Linked DNA regions of Mus musculus: all the other regions are linked to region 2. A link is a contact called in public HiCAR-type, HiChIP or PLAC-seq and promoter capture Hi-C data. All regions are on one chromosome and are shown on one strand. The core of a region is the stretch at or near the end of the contact, and the rest is flanking DNA. Distances in the headings are between cores, read along the strand shown. Region 1 has its middle 120 kb from the start of Gm40048. Region 2 holds the start of Cog6 (component of oligomeric golgi complex 6). Region 3 overlaps Frem2 (Fras1 related extracellular matrix protein 2). Region 4 has its middle 94 kb from the start of Gm40048.

What was found. Promoter capture Hi-C pulls out the DNA fragments that hold promoters and counts their contacts. HiCAR-type assays count read pairs that join an accessible place to other places. HiChIP or PLAC-seq counts read pairs in DNA pulled down with a chosen protein or histone mark.
Region 1: a contact with region 2 is called in a promoter capture Hi-C map of pre-B cells, with 2.2 times the contacts expected there. The contact joins the enhancer-like site here to the promoter of Cog6 in region 2. A contact is called at or near these places in 5 of 39 promoter capture datasets (the C10 cell line, the SN4741 cell line, embryonic stem cells and 2 more), 1 of 484 Hi-C or Micro-C datasets (pre-B cells), 3 of 115 datasets of contacts at active chromatin or transcription factors (the 230-238 cell line, embryonic stem cells and large pre-B cells) and 2 of 9 other capture datasets (adipose tissue and embryonic stem cells).
Region 3: a contact with region 2 is called in an H3K27ac HiChIP or PLAC-seq map of large pre-B cells, with 9 times the contacts expected there. The contact joins the enhancer-like site here to the promoter of Cog6 in region 2. A contact is called at or near these places in 6 of 39 promoter capture datasets (the C10 cell line, cranial neural crest, embryonic stem cells and 3 more), 10 of 484 Hi-C or Micro-C datasets (CD8 T cells, the CH12 cell line, LSK cells and 6 more), 3 of 115 datasets of contacts at active chromatin or transcription factors (embryonic forebrain, embryonic midbrain and large pre-B cells) and 1 of 9 other capture datasets (embryonic stem cells).
Region 4: a contact with region 2 is called in a HiCAR-type map of fibro-adipogenic progenitors, with 4 times the contacts expected there. The contact joins the enhancer-like site here to the promoter of Cog6 in region 2. A contact is called at or near these places in 1 of 39 promoter capture datasets (embryonic stem cells), 3 of 15 datasets of contacts at CTCF or cohesin (the NIH/3T3 cell line, pro-B cells and stem cell-derived epiblast-like cells), 3 of 484 Hi-C or Micro-C datasets (liver, muscle stem cells and stem cell-derived epiblast-like cells), 5 of 115 datasets of contacts at active chromatin or transcription factors (the 230-238 cell line, craniofacial prominence, fibro-adipogenic progenitors and 1 more) and 1 of 9 other capture datasets (embryonic stem cells).

The regions. Positions count from the first base shown.
Region 1 is chr3:53,276,652-53,279,677 of GRCm38.p6, forward strand. No RefSeq gene overlaps it. Among named protein-coding and RNA genes, the nearest start is that of Gm40048, 120 kb to the right of the region's middle. Within about 2 kb of position 1,535, at least 14 of the 459 cell types and tissues checked have an H3K27ac peak or open chromatin away from gene starts, as enhancers often do. A contact at or near this core is called in the 230-238 cell line and pre-B cells, where this site is marked.
Region 2 is chr3:53,015,960-53,018,900 of GRCm38.p6, forward strand. It overlaps Cog6 (component of oligomeric golgi complex 6), which reads right to left and starts at 1,264. Exons shown (of 19, transcript NM_026225.3): 1 at 1,087-1,264. The coding sequence starts at 1,239.
Region 3 is chr3:53,512,889-53,515,592 of GRCm38.p6, forward strand. Frem2 (Fras1 related extracellular matrix protein 2) reads right to left here. Exons shown (of 24, transcript NM_172862.3): 24 at 1,050-2,704. Among named protein-coding and RNA genes, the nearest start is that of Stoml3, 26 kb to the left of the region's middle. Within about 2 kb of position 1,398, at least 12 of the 459 cell types and tissues checked have an H3K27ac peak or open chromatin away from gene starts, as enhancers often do.
Region 4 is chr3:53,300,040-53,302,985 of GRCm38.p6, forward strand. No RefSeq gene overlaps it. Among named protein-coding and RNA genes, the nearest start is that of Gm40048, 94 kb to the right of the region's middle. Within about 2 kb of position 1,577, at least 5 of the 459 cell types and tissues checked have an H3K27ac peak or open chromatin away from gene starts, as enhancers often do. A contact at or near this core is called in fibro-adipogenic progenitors, where this site is marked.

The DNA.
Region 1 (3,026 bases), core at 285-2,784, 260 kb after region 2:
ATCTGCGCCATGACACTGGCCTGGCCTTCAGGTGACACAGACAAGAAGCCTGCCCTTCTGGAACTTCTCTCCCAGCAGACTGCTGATCCTGACAATCTGTTCCTTTTATCATATTTCTTTTGAATTTTTTGATCTTTTTGGTTGTTTGTTTGTTTGTTTAAGATCTCTTCCTCCTCAGGTGTCAGCTTGGCCCCTTGCTTGCAGCCCAGGGTCAGTGCATAGTGTGACTGGTACCACTGTCAGTACTGTGTGCCATCAGTAAGCACAATGCAATTGTTCACCAGGGTCTTGGTGCAGACCGGCTCGTTATGGGGTGCATGGTAGACAATATTAATAATCTTTGCTTTGTAAGTAAAACACGCATAGCCCTAGGAAAAGTTCCCCAAGTTCCATCTCAGGGCACAGTACTCCTTCTTGCTTTCTGGAACTCAGACTGCATGTATATCCTGAGGGACAGGCCATCCCAGCTCATACTTTCCATTCCTGTGATAGGGCTTTCTCTTACCTTAGTCATGTGGCACTTCTGCCGGCTGCCCTGAGAGATGCCCAGTGCTAGGTGTTGGCTGGAAAGAGTAGTTATATTTTTCAATTTGTTCCTTGTCACAAAACTAGGAACTCTGAGAGAACAAACTATCTGATTTGTTTTTACTGTGGTACCCTTAAGCACAGCACTGTGGATAACAAATATCAGAACCAACAACATTTTCTGGTTAAATTTGTTTTTTGCTTCAAAAATTCTCAGCCAGACTTTTATGCCTGGCTTCCTTGATTTGTCTGATTGTTACAATTCAGATTCTCAGTGGCATAATCCTGTAGATGACATTGAAGGAACAACCCCAGCTATGAAGACTGGGTCATGAATCCATCGCAAGGGCCACTCACAAATAAACTACATTTAGATCATAAAGAGGAAGGAAAAGAAAGAAAGTAACTCCTCCTTGGAACTAAGTCATTCATTGGCAACAGTTCATGGATGTCTGAAAGGTAGACCTTCTTTGATTCTGTGGTGTAGCTGTGTGAGAGAGACCTGTACAATTGACAGAGTAATTGGATTTTGAATCACTTAAAAGCTCCGACCTCTGTCTTGTCCCTCCCACTTCTAAGCCATTTATTTTCTTTGATAGTTCCTGATTATTTCGTGTCCTCTTTTTTTAAATGTATTTTGAGATCTTTGTTTCTATTTCAGAGCACCATAATTTGCACCTGCAAATGAGGAGATAACATGGTGAGAGAGTTCACTGATTTGAGATTAAAATCCCAGGTCTCCCCTCACAATCTGTTAACAAGGAGAGATTACTCATCTGCTCTCAGTCTTGACTGCTTTGTTTGTAAAACTGTAGCAATCCTATTTGTTATATATAACAGTGAAGTAAATGAAATAAAATATGTAGAAAGGTCTCAACACAAAGTGTGGCACTTACTAAAGGCTAAGTGGTTTTTATAATAATGATTTTCTTTTCTTCTGTATCCACTGGTGCATAAAGCCTTTCTGGAAGTCTAAGAAACTACTTCCTGCCCAGTGACCCATGATGCCTGTCTCAACAGATGTCAACTGATAGACAGTTCTCCATGGTACACAGGGTTAGAGCTGAGTTCTTCCCGCCCTCAGTGCTATCCGTTACTGCAATATCACATGTGCAAGTGTGCAAGTGTACAAGTTTGCAAATGTGCAAGTGTGATACACCTCAGCCTACATTTCCAAGCTTTCTTCAAACCACACTCTTCCTGTCCTGCAAACAGCCACCACTTGGCAATTCAAGACTAAAGATAGGCTGCCCTTTTGCTGATCTGACAGCGATATGAACCTTTAGAATGTCCAACAGGGACTTTTATGTTCCCAGGAACGTGGTTAGAGAAACATGGTATAACTGGATACCTTGGAATTCTACCCCTACCCCGTGTGTGTGTGGGTACAGCTGGAAGAGACTGGAGCAAGGGGATCCAAAAGCAGAGTTCAGGCTAGAGCTTAATTTATCTGGGGTCGGTAATGCTTGGTCTCTCTAGGCAGCCAGAGTCCCTTCTGTCTGATACTCTTAGCAATGCCAGTGTTCCTGGGCATAGGGGCTGGCCTCTCCCACCAAGGCCTTGGAAGCGACCAGGAAACCTCATAGCTTCTGCTGAGCATGTCAGAGCTGTTCCAGCATTAACTGATGCAGACTTCCTGTGGTGCCCATTCCTCAAATGTCCACTAGACCCTTCTCATAACTCCTCCCCTTTGATAACATCTCTTTCCCTTAACATTTGCTAGGTGGACACTTAAATAACATGAAGATCAAGTCAAGCATGGGGGACCAGAGAAGAATCTCGGGATTAACAGAAGGAGAAGAGATCCGCTGTAGTCCAGTACCCTTGGATTAAACCCTGAAGATCAGCACCCTCCTCCTTCCCTCAGGATACAGTCTGTGGTCCCTCTGCTTTAAAATCTGCGGCTCTATTCACAGTAGTTGCTCACCTTTTATTGCTGAAAAGCTTGGCCTATGACTACACAAGACTAGGGATGAAGTGGTACCTTGTTGAGAGGATTTTTTTTTTTAAAGAAATAATTCGGCAAGAAAAATAGCCATGAGCATAATTCAATAAGCAAACTCGCGGTGAGGATGAAGCACATGCAGAAGGTCATAAAACTTCCCAGCAAAGGAAATCAATGTCTTTAAGTATGATTTGTCATTTGGAATTTGGAGTCTAAGCCACAGTGCCTTCCCTGGGGTACGAGCATTTAGTGCTAGACAAAGAAGATTAGCTTTCTTTCCTACAGAGCAGAAAGAAGTATGCTTTTCTGGTGAGCCCAGCAAGGAGGTCCCTGGGGATGGCCTCGCTAATTAGATAGTTCAGTTGGACTGGTGCAGTACTCATATAGAAGTATACATAAGGGGCTAGAGAGATGGCTCAGAGGTTAAGAGTTGTGGCTGCTTTTCCAGAGATCCTGAGTTCAATTCCCAGCACCTTATAGGTGGTAGCTTACAACCATCTATAAGATCTGGTTCCCTCTTCTGGTGTGCAGGCATACACGCAGGGAGAAAACTGTA
Region 2 (2,941 bases), core at 14-2,513:
TCCATTCCTCCTCCATTTCTGAGAAGGCAATTCTTTATGTAGTATATGTTCTGAGAGACTGTAAGTGAATTGTCAAAGTGTAGAAAGTTATAGCACCAAGTATCATGAGATAAAAATATGTACATTTATACTGGTTTGGTGCAAAAGAAACTGATTTTAGTATGCCAATTATAAATCAATAGCTCAAACACCTTTATTAATTAAAACAGAAACCTTTACAATGGACACATTTTTGCCAATGAGTTCTGGATTCTGTGAACTCTTAGGGAGCTTCCAGTTGTTTGTGAACGTGTTTTTTCCTGCACAAAGTTGTCAAGATGCTTGAAGAAGTGAGAGCCAAAGTCAGATAAATGCAGGCAAAACTTTATAGCTCGATTCACTCAAATTGCAAAGAGTGGCTTGTGTGCCTGGCAGTTGGGAGTGCTGGAGAAACGGGTCTACTATGTTGACCAGTCCTTGCAGCAGGGTTTGAAGTACTGTGGTTCACAGGGATTCAGAAAGTTTTATTCATCAGACCCGCAGCAAATTTCTCAAATCAGCGACCATGACGTTTTTGTTTTGTTTTGTTTTTTCTCGCTGTTTTGTGGACCTAAGGTCCGCTTTGAGAAGCGCTTTGTAGTTTCTTCTTGATGCTAACACTGGGCTTGTCATCCCAAGCTGTCCTACTCAGTATGGCTTTTGGTAGCATGTCACAACCCTATCTAGCCCAGGGCTTTATTTATAACTCAGCATGTTAATGTTCTGTTTTTGACACACAGGAGTCAAATTCTTGTTGACAGCTTATTTTTACTTACTTCTATCTTTACCCACGTCTTTACGGCTCCCACCTTACTGTATTCTTTTGTGCCACGTAGGCACGGCTATACCTGGCTACTCAAAGCTGCAGGGGAGACAGCCAGCTCTGATAAGAGCCGCGAAGTACTGCTCTAGACGGTTAAGGGGAGGGCGTGCGGGAAGGAGTTCAAGTAAAGGACACAGCAAGAGCGCAAGGGCAGGGCACAGCTACCCCAAAAAGCGCTTCCCTACGCCTAGGACAGCAGCAGCTTCTGCCCGAGACCAGGGGTCCGCCCCGCCCCCTCCGGTTACCTTGTCATTTTCTAGCCGTGTCTCCAGGATCTTGTGCAGCTTACGCGACAGCGGATTGTTGGGCTGCGCGGGGGTCGCACCTGCCCCATTACTGAAGCCATTGGCGGCCCCGGAGGCGGGGACCGCAGCCACCTCCCCGCTGGCGTCAGCCATCGCTGACAGACCCGGCGTAACGGAAGCACTGCGCTTGTGCACTCACTCGCGCATGCGCACACCTGGCCGCGCATGCGCACCGCGATCCGAGACGCTCTACCTGCCCGGTTTACTTTAAAATCCTGGGAGGCGAGGACACGCTCAGAAGAGATTGGAGGTTGTCTACAAAGTGAGTTCCAGGACAGCCAGGGCTATACAGAGAAACCCCTGTCTCGAAAAACTAAAAAAAAAAAAAAAAAAAAAACAAACAAACAAAAAAAACCCAACAACAACAACAACAAAAAAAAGAGGTTGGAGGTTGTAAAAGAGACTTCAGGAATCTGAATCTTGAAAAAAAAAGCCAAAGTAATAATGTAAAATATGTAAAGTAATAATGTAAAGTATATGTAAAATATGCCGAAACCAGTAGCTGGCATGCATGCATGATCAACAGAACTGATTGCAATTAAATTTCGTTTATCTGAATTCATCATTCTGAAAAGCATCAATCGAAGCTAGAGTATTTGCCAGGGCTGCTGGTGTGCACTGACATAAATAATAAACAAGACAGTAAACAGAAGGCAATGAAGAGACAGAGGAAAGAAATGAAATGCAGGCCAAAGTGGTTACTCAAGAAGGCTTGGAAGGACCTGGCCTTTAATTTCAGATTTAAAAGAGACCTAGAGCTGTGAGAAATCTCCAAATAGGAGAAAGCCTACATGTAAAGGCCCAGAAACAAGGAACTTTGCATTCTCACAAACTGACCAAAGGCAGTGTAGCTGGAAAGCAGTGGGCAAGAAAGTGTTTCTCCTGTATGCATGTGTGTATGTGTGTATGCATGCATGCATGGATGTGCACTGTATACATGCAGTCCCAGTGGAGGCCAGAAAGGGCGTCATGTCCCCCTAGAGCTGGGGTTATGATGGTTCCAATCCGGGGTCCTAAGAACTGAACCTAGGTCTTACACAAGAGCAGCTGTGCTCTTAACCACAGAGCCATCTCTTCAGCCTGCGATATCACTTTTTGATTTACAAAACACGGTGACAATTATCAATAATGGCCATACTGTGATAGTGTTAACTGATCTTTTTTATTACACCTGCAAGTTCAGATTCACATTATCGAGCTAGTCTTATTTATTGGCAGTTGCTCTGTGGTAGCAACTCTCTCGCCATAACATGTTACTGGGCACAGGCACCCAAAATTTCAAATCTCTATATACTAATTCCTGCAATCTTCTTTAATCCTTTTCAGCTACTACAGCAAAATGCTCTATACTTGGTAGCTTACAAACAATAGAAATTTATTTCTGATTGTTCTGGAGGATGAGAGGTCCAGAGTCAAGGCACCAATGGCCCTGGGTTCTGCTGGGGTCCCTTTCTGTGTTCATGGATGGACATGTTTGTGCTACTAACCTCATCTGATAGATTGGAGGGATGAGCTGGCTCTCTGAGAGCTGTCTTATAAGATCATAACTAACTCGCCCTCTTCATCTAGTCATAGCTCAAGGTTCAGCCTCCAAACAGCAGAGACCAGGAATTCTGTGTTTGCATTTTAGGGAAACACAAGCATTCAGACCACAGCACCACTCTTCCAAGGATGTCAGACCTTGTAAACCTTATCAACTTCTATATGCCTTTTATATTCTCTTCAAATAACAACTTTCTTGCTACCACTTCTTTAAAATAATTGATTAATTCCCCCATGCAAAGTCTATAGCAAT
Region 3 (2,704 bases), core at 148-2,647, 500 kb after region 2:
CAGCCATATTCCTATTAAATTTTATTTTAATGTTATTTTTGAGACAGTAGCTGTCCACACAGCCTGGCTATCCTGGAACTCACAATGGAGACCTGGCTGGCCTTAAACTCATAAAGATCCCTTTGCTGCTGCTGCCTCCTGAGTGCTGAGATTGAAGGTGTGAGTCGCCATGCCTGGCTTTACATGGGTTTAAATGTTAACTTTGAAACGGCTGTGCTGGGAAAGAGTTTATAGTAAGGTGGCTGGATAGAACTTTTTGCTTCGCACAGGCGCTTCCTTGATTCTGAGCATACACAGAGTCCTTACAAATGACAGGCTGTGGGGGCAGGGAGGGGGGAGGGCAGCAGACGTCATACTAGGCTTGCTTTGAGGTTAAAAAAGAAAGAGTGGAATCTAATGATAATGTTCTAAGAAGTTTCATTGTGGGACACAGATAGATACACACATGGCCCTGTTTGCTTGTCTAGAAGAAGCTCTGTTCACCTCCCTCCAAAGACAGAGCCTTACTTGATTACCAGTTGCCTGAGGGCAGGGTGAGTGGCCTGGTTTCTAGCCGTTAGTCAGAATGGATGATCAAGAGGACAGTGCTGGTGGGGGCTGTGACTCTCCCTATGTGGGAGACTGAGGCAGGAAGACTGAAAGTTCAAGGCCAGCCAGAGCGAAAGAGCAAGTTCACAGCTAGTCTGGGCTAAACAGTATCAAGCCAAAACCTTAAGAAAGGGTTGTACTGTAGATCAGAGGTAGTGCCACCCACCGTGTATGTGTGAGTCGTAGGTACCATCCCCAGTACTGAACACTGTATTGTGTATATTTTCCTGTGAAGCCATTGCTCCAGTCCTGTTATTCATGGGTTTTAATGTTTTGTTGCTTGTATGCTTAGGAGGGCCACTGATGCTAACATTTATCTTTGCTTTTAATACCAACCAAATGTTGGTCTTTATCAGGAGGTTTGGAGGAAGTCAAGAACTAGAGTTGACTGCCTATTCTCTATGGGAAATTACTTCGAGTATTTGTTCTCAAAATATCATAATATTAAAAAAACAAAATACTGAAAACAAAGACTTACTTTATTTAAAAAACATTTTTTTTTCTTATTGAAAAGATTTTTAAAACGATTACTGTATTTTAAGCCACATATTTAGTAAATAGATACTTTTAAAATTATGAAAAAAAAATACCAGTAAGAGGAGGAAGAAGAGATGGGAGAGAGAGAAAGAATACTGACATTTCCTATTGCAGGAGGCTAGGCTTATCTTGTACTTAATATAACATCTAACTTATAGACAATAGCTTCAATAGAACAATGCACAGCCGAGTGAGATTTGGCATAGACGCATCCTGGTCACAATATATGATAATGTGCCATTCGTTGCTATATTCACTTCCTGAGCTGAAGGCCACAGGGCAGTCAGGCTTGGAAGTGCTCAACCACTAGAAACAGCAAGCCAGTTGAGAACAATTGCTCTGACTATCTTCAGAAGATGAACTGAAAGCTAAGCAGTGGAAGTTCCTATACTGTTGGCAACATGGTCATTCCCAAATTCTGAGGTAGCCAAACATGGAGCTAAGGGTCTGCTGGAGGTAAAACAAAGAAAGGATGATAATGAACCACTCCATCTGATAAGTGGACCCCTGGGCTGACAACGCTTTCTGCCCCTGTGAGTCAGTCCCCTGGGGGACACTTGTGCTATAGATAGGACTCGCTAAGCTCCCCAACAGAAGGGTGCTACAGTGTGTCTCATCTCTTGAAAGACACTGGATGGAGAGGGAAGCAGGCAACAGGCATTTCTCCTTCAGGACCAGTGCAGCTTCCCTTTCTCAGTCAAGATATGGTTGGTATTCACAGGCACCTACTGATAGACAGGCTGGCACTCACAGGCACCCACTGATAGACAGGCTGGCACTCACAGGCACCCACTACTCACTGATAGACAGGCTGGCACTCACAGGCACCCACTACCCACTGATAGACAGGCTGGCACTCACAGGCATCCACTACCCACTGATAGACAGGCTGGCACTCATAGGCACCCACTACCCACTGATAGACAGGCTGGCACTCACAGGCACCCACTCCCCACTGATAGACAGGCTGGCACTCACAGGCACCCACTGATAGACAGGCTGGCACTCACAGGTTGATACCCACTGACATACAGGAATGACCTGAGATGAAGTTTGCTTCCGAGTATCTCCATTCTACCAGGATGGTTCAGCTTGGCCAGGGTGTGGCTGAAGCGTGAGGGGCTTCATGCAGCCTTTGAGGGCTATGTGAAGGCATTCATTTTGGTATAAATGTATTCACTGGGTTTTAGGAAATGGCCATTACTCTGCTGAAGTGTTCCTGTTCTAAACAGAATTTCTAACATACTCTTCTGAAGAGGTTTTTACACAGTGAACGATCAAAGTGACAGAACACAGATAAGGTCCCAGAGGGCAACCTCATAGCACCGGCTCGCTGAACTGGGGGAGGCCAGACAGAGATGTTCTCTTCCTGGATCACTGAAGAGAATGATTGACAGCCATGGCCACCTCCAAGTCAATTTCTGGAGTGACATGTCTAGAGAGATTCCCATTATTTAGAGCAGATTTTAGCCTAATACAATTTCCTGTGGCTGATATAAGCTCCGGATGGTGTCGTGCGGCTGTTCCTCTAAGACTAATCTCATTTGCCATCACTGTTCTAGAAAACGCGCCCAAGAGG
Region 4 (2,946 bases), core at 327-2,826, 280 kb after region 2:
TCCTTGCTTCTCTCCCGACACATGCAGCCTGTGTCCCTGACAACTGTCTGGTGAGTCACATTGTCCCAGGAGAAACAAACATTTGCAGGTCCCACAGCCTGCAGACTTGGTGTGTGGCGGGCTTCAGTGAATGGTACAATAGTAACACCTAAACAGAAGCTGCCGTCGGCTCAGATGTCTCCTCCTTTCCCAGATTTATATCTGTCACAAGAACAACACAGGAAGGAAAAGACTTAGAGCCACGCTGGTTCAAAGCCCACGGAAGGAAAAGGGCTGTAAACTAACCAAATCTAGAAACTCTTTGTAATAACAGAAGTGCTAGCAAACAAAAGGAACCTCCCGGGAGCCTGAGTTGGAGATAGCCCTCATCCCAATGGCTCATAAGTTAGAGATAGCCCTAACATGCTAACGTTGAGATGGTAGATTATTTAGGGATTGGCGGTATATTTGAGATTACACCAATAAAAAAAGGAATTAACTTGTAAATTTTACTTACCCCACACAAGAATGAGATATTCTTTTAAAAGACTGGAGTTTCTTTCTAGCTTCTTTTTGACCCTGTGATTCTCTTTACTCACCCCACCATGTCTGTGTGCGTGTGTGTGTGTCTCTGTCTGTCTGTCTGTCTGTCTCTCTACCACACAGTTATATACAATGACATCATCTATTATACTAAGGAAGGTTGATTCATCAGAGTCAGCCCTGTGGTTTTTATTTATTTATTTTTGTGTGTGTGGATATTCCACCTTCTAAACAGTGAGCTAAATAAACCCTAAACCCACTTTGTTCTATTAAAGTACCATGCTTCAAATATTTTGTTATAGCACTGAGAAAAAAATAAGTTGATTCTCAGATTTTTTTTTTTACAAAGAAATTAGGCATCATTTAGGTTCTGAGAAGTTCACAGCAGAACAAAAACCATCTAAGAAAGCACAGCAAATCGAACACACGCACACTTATACCTGTTTGCTTGTGAATTACTATTAAAATGTCATCTAAACGTTTTTGAAAGGACAAAGGACAAGGGAGACAGGAGTGAAGAGTAGATATGAAGTGACCTCAGCAGTCTGGAAGCTTTAAACCGGAGAAATCAGTGATTTTTAAATGTTCTGAACCAAAGAAAGTAGAAATATAACTTAGCACTAGGGAGGGATTAATTGGAGTTTATTTTATAATTTATAGTGAATTTGTAATTAAATTAGCAATAGGGAGGGATTATAGAAATATAAACTAGCAACAGAGCAAACAGATTAATTTGAAGCCTGAATTTCCTAATGTAAATGTCCTAATGTCTCTAAAGGTGGTGGAATGGTTAACTATAAAAGCTAGAAATTGACTTTCACTTTCATGTGAACAGCAGTTAGACCAATGAGCCCTCCTTTGGCCCACATGGTAGAAAACGGTCTTCTTTTTCTATGGCAGAAGATGAGAGTGTAATCCAGGAAGAAACTGAACCAGAAACATTGGATCTTTGGGAATCAGGAAGAGCAGAGAGAGGTGACATGTAGAGAGGGGCTGCGTGGAAGTGATGGGGCTGAGCAATAGCTGGGCTCTTCTGGCTACGGACACTGCCAGTCAGGCCCATAGCCCCACCCCCATTCCCACCCCACAAGCAGCAGACCAGAAGATCCGTTTCTGGGAAAGTTGACCAGACCATTCAAAAGTCTTGGGCCAAGAGTCAGAAATACACAAACAAAGCAGCCACCGTGTTTGCAGAGCAACGCCCCCCAGAGGACCAGTCCTCTGCTCATCGACATACCAACAGCCAGAACAGCGGCTCAAAGCGTGAGCCACAGCGAACTGAGCAATTCCCCTCAGACGGCAAGGGAAAATAAGTTTTTATTTTGAATTTATTGCCATTTAAGTGTGAGGTTAGGAGGAAGACACAATAAAATGTTTTTAAGGCCTCAAAACATCGTCTGATAGGCTTTGTCATAAGGTCCTAGCAGCAGTTGCTGCTTCAGCAAACCAAAGTGAGCCAAGTGAGAAACAGAGTTCTGGGAAGAAGCCAAGAGGATTATGGGACTCGGAGGTGGTAACAACGTTGTCACTCCAGCTAAGGAGCAGTCCCTGAGAAAAGCAGGTCTGACTGCGGCAGGAGAACAGACAGTTCTGGAGAGAAATCAAAACAGAAAAGCTATGCCAGAGAGCATACAGCTAATTCAGAGGGAGTTTGTTCCATTCGCCCTTGATACATTATTGACATGGTAAATTAAGCAAACAAAACCAATCACCTATGACTCCAGGCAACAAAAGAAGTTGTTAAGGAGTAGGTTTGTCAGTATCCTCTGATTATACCAAATACCTAAGCCCTACTTACAAAGAGAAAAGACTTAGTGTAGGTTTATTCAGAGGGTTTTGTCCATATTGATCGGCATCACTCCGGCCCTGTGACATACATCATGGTAGAAATATATGATAGGCCCAAACTGTCAGTCTTATGGCTGGAGGGCCAAAGAGAGGAGAGGAAATGACTGGGCTCCCATTACTGAAGCCTTTCCGGTAGGCTCTACTTCTCAAGGAACCTGCCATTTCCTCCCAATTCTTTAAGGAACTAAAAGAAATTACCAAGGCTTCCGGAAATCACAGCCGGGTGGACCATGTTCGTGATGTCAGCAAAAGGAGGCTGAGGCAGAGAGAGCACCACAGCTTTGAGGCAGGAGGATGGCCATAAGTTCAAGGCCAGTCTGGCTTACATAGCAAGTTCACAGAGTGAAGCCTTATCTTGAGAAGCCAAAATGAGTTAATAGCTCCTAAAGATAGCTTTAAAAATAGTGGAAATTTGGCCTGAGAAGGGGATTGGCCACAAGGAAGAATGGAATAGAGAAACATTTTTTTATGCCTTGAGTAATAACTGATTTTTAAAATTATTTTCTGCACATCTCATAGGCAGGACACATTTTGGGTCAAAAGTTTTGTGGGTGGGTTGGTGTTCTTATCCTTCCA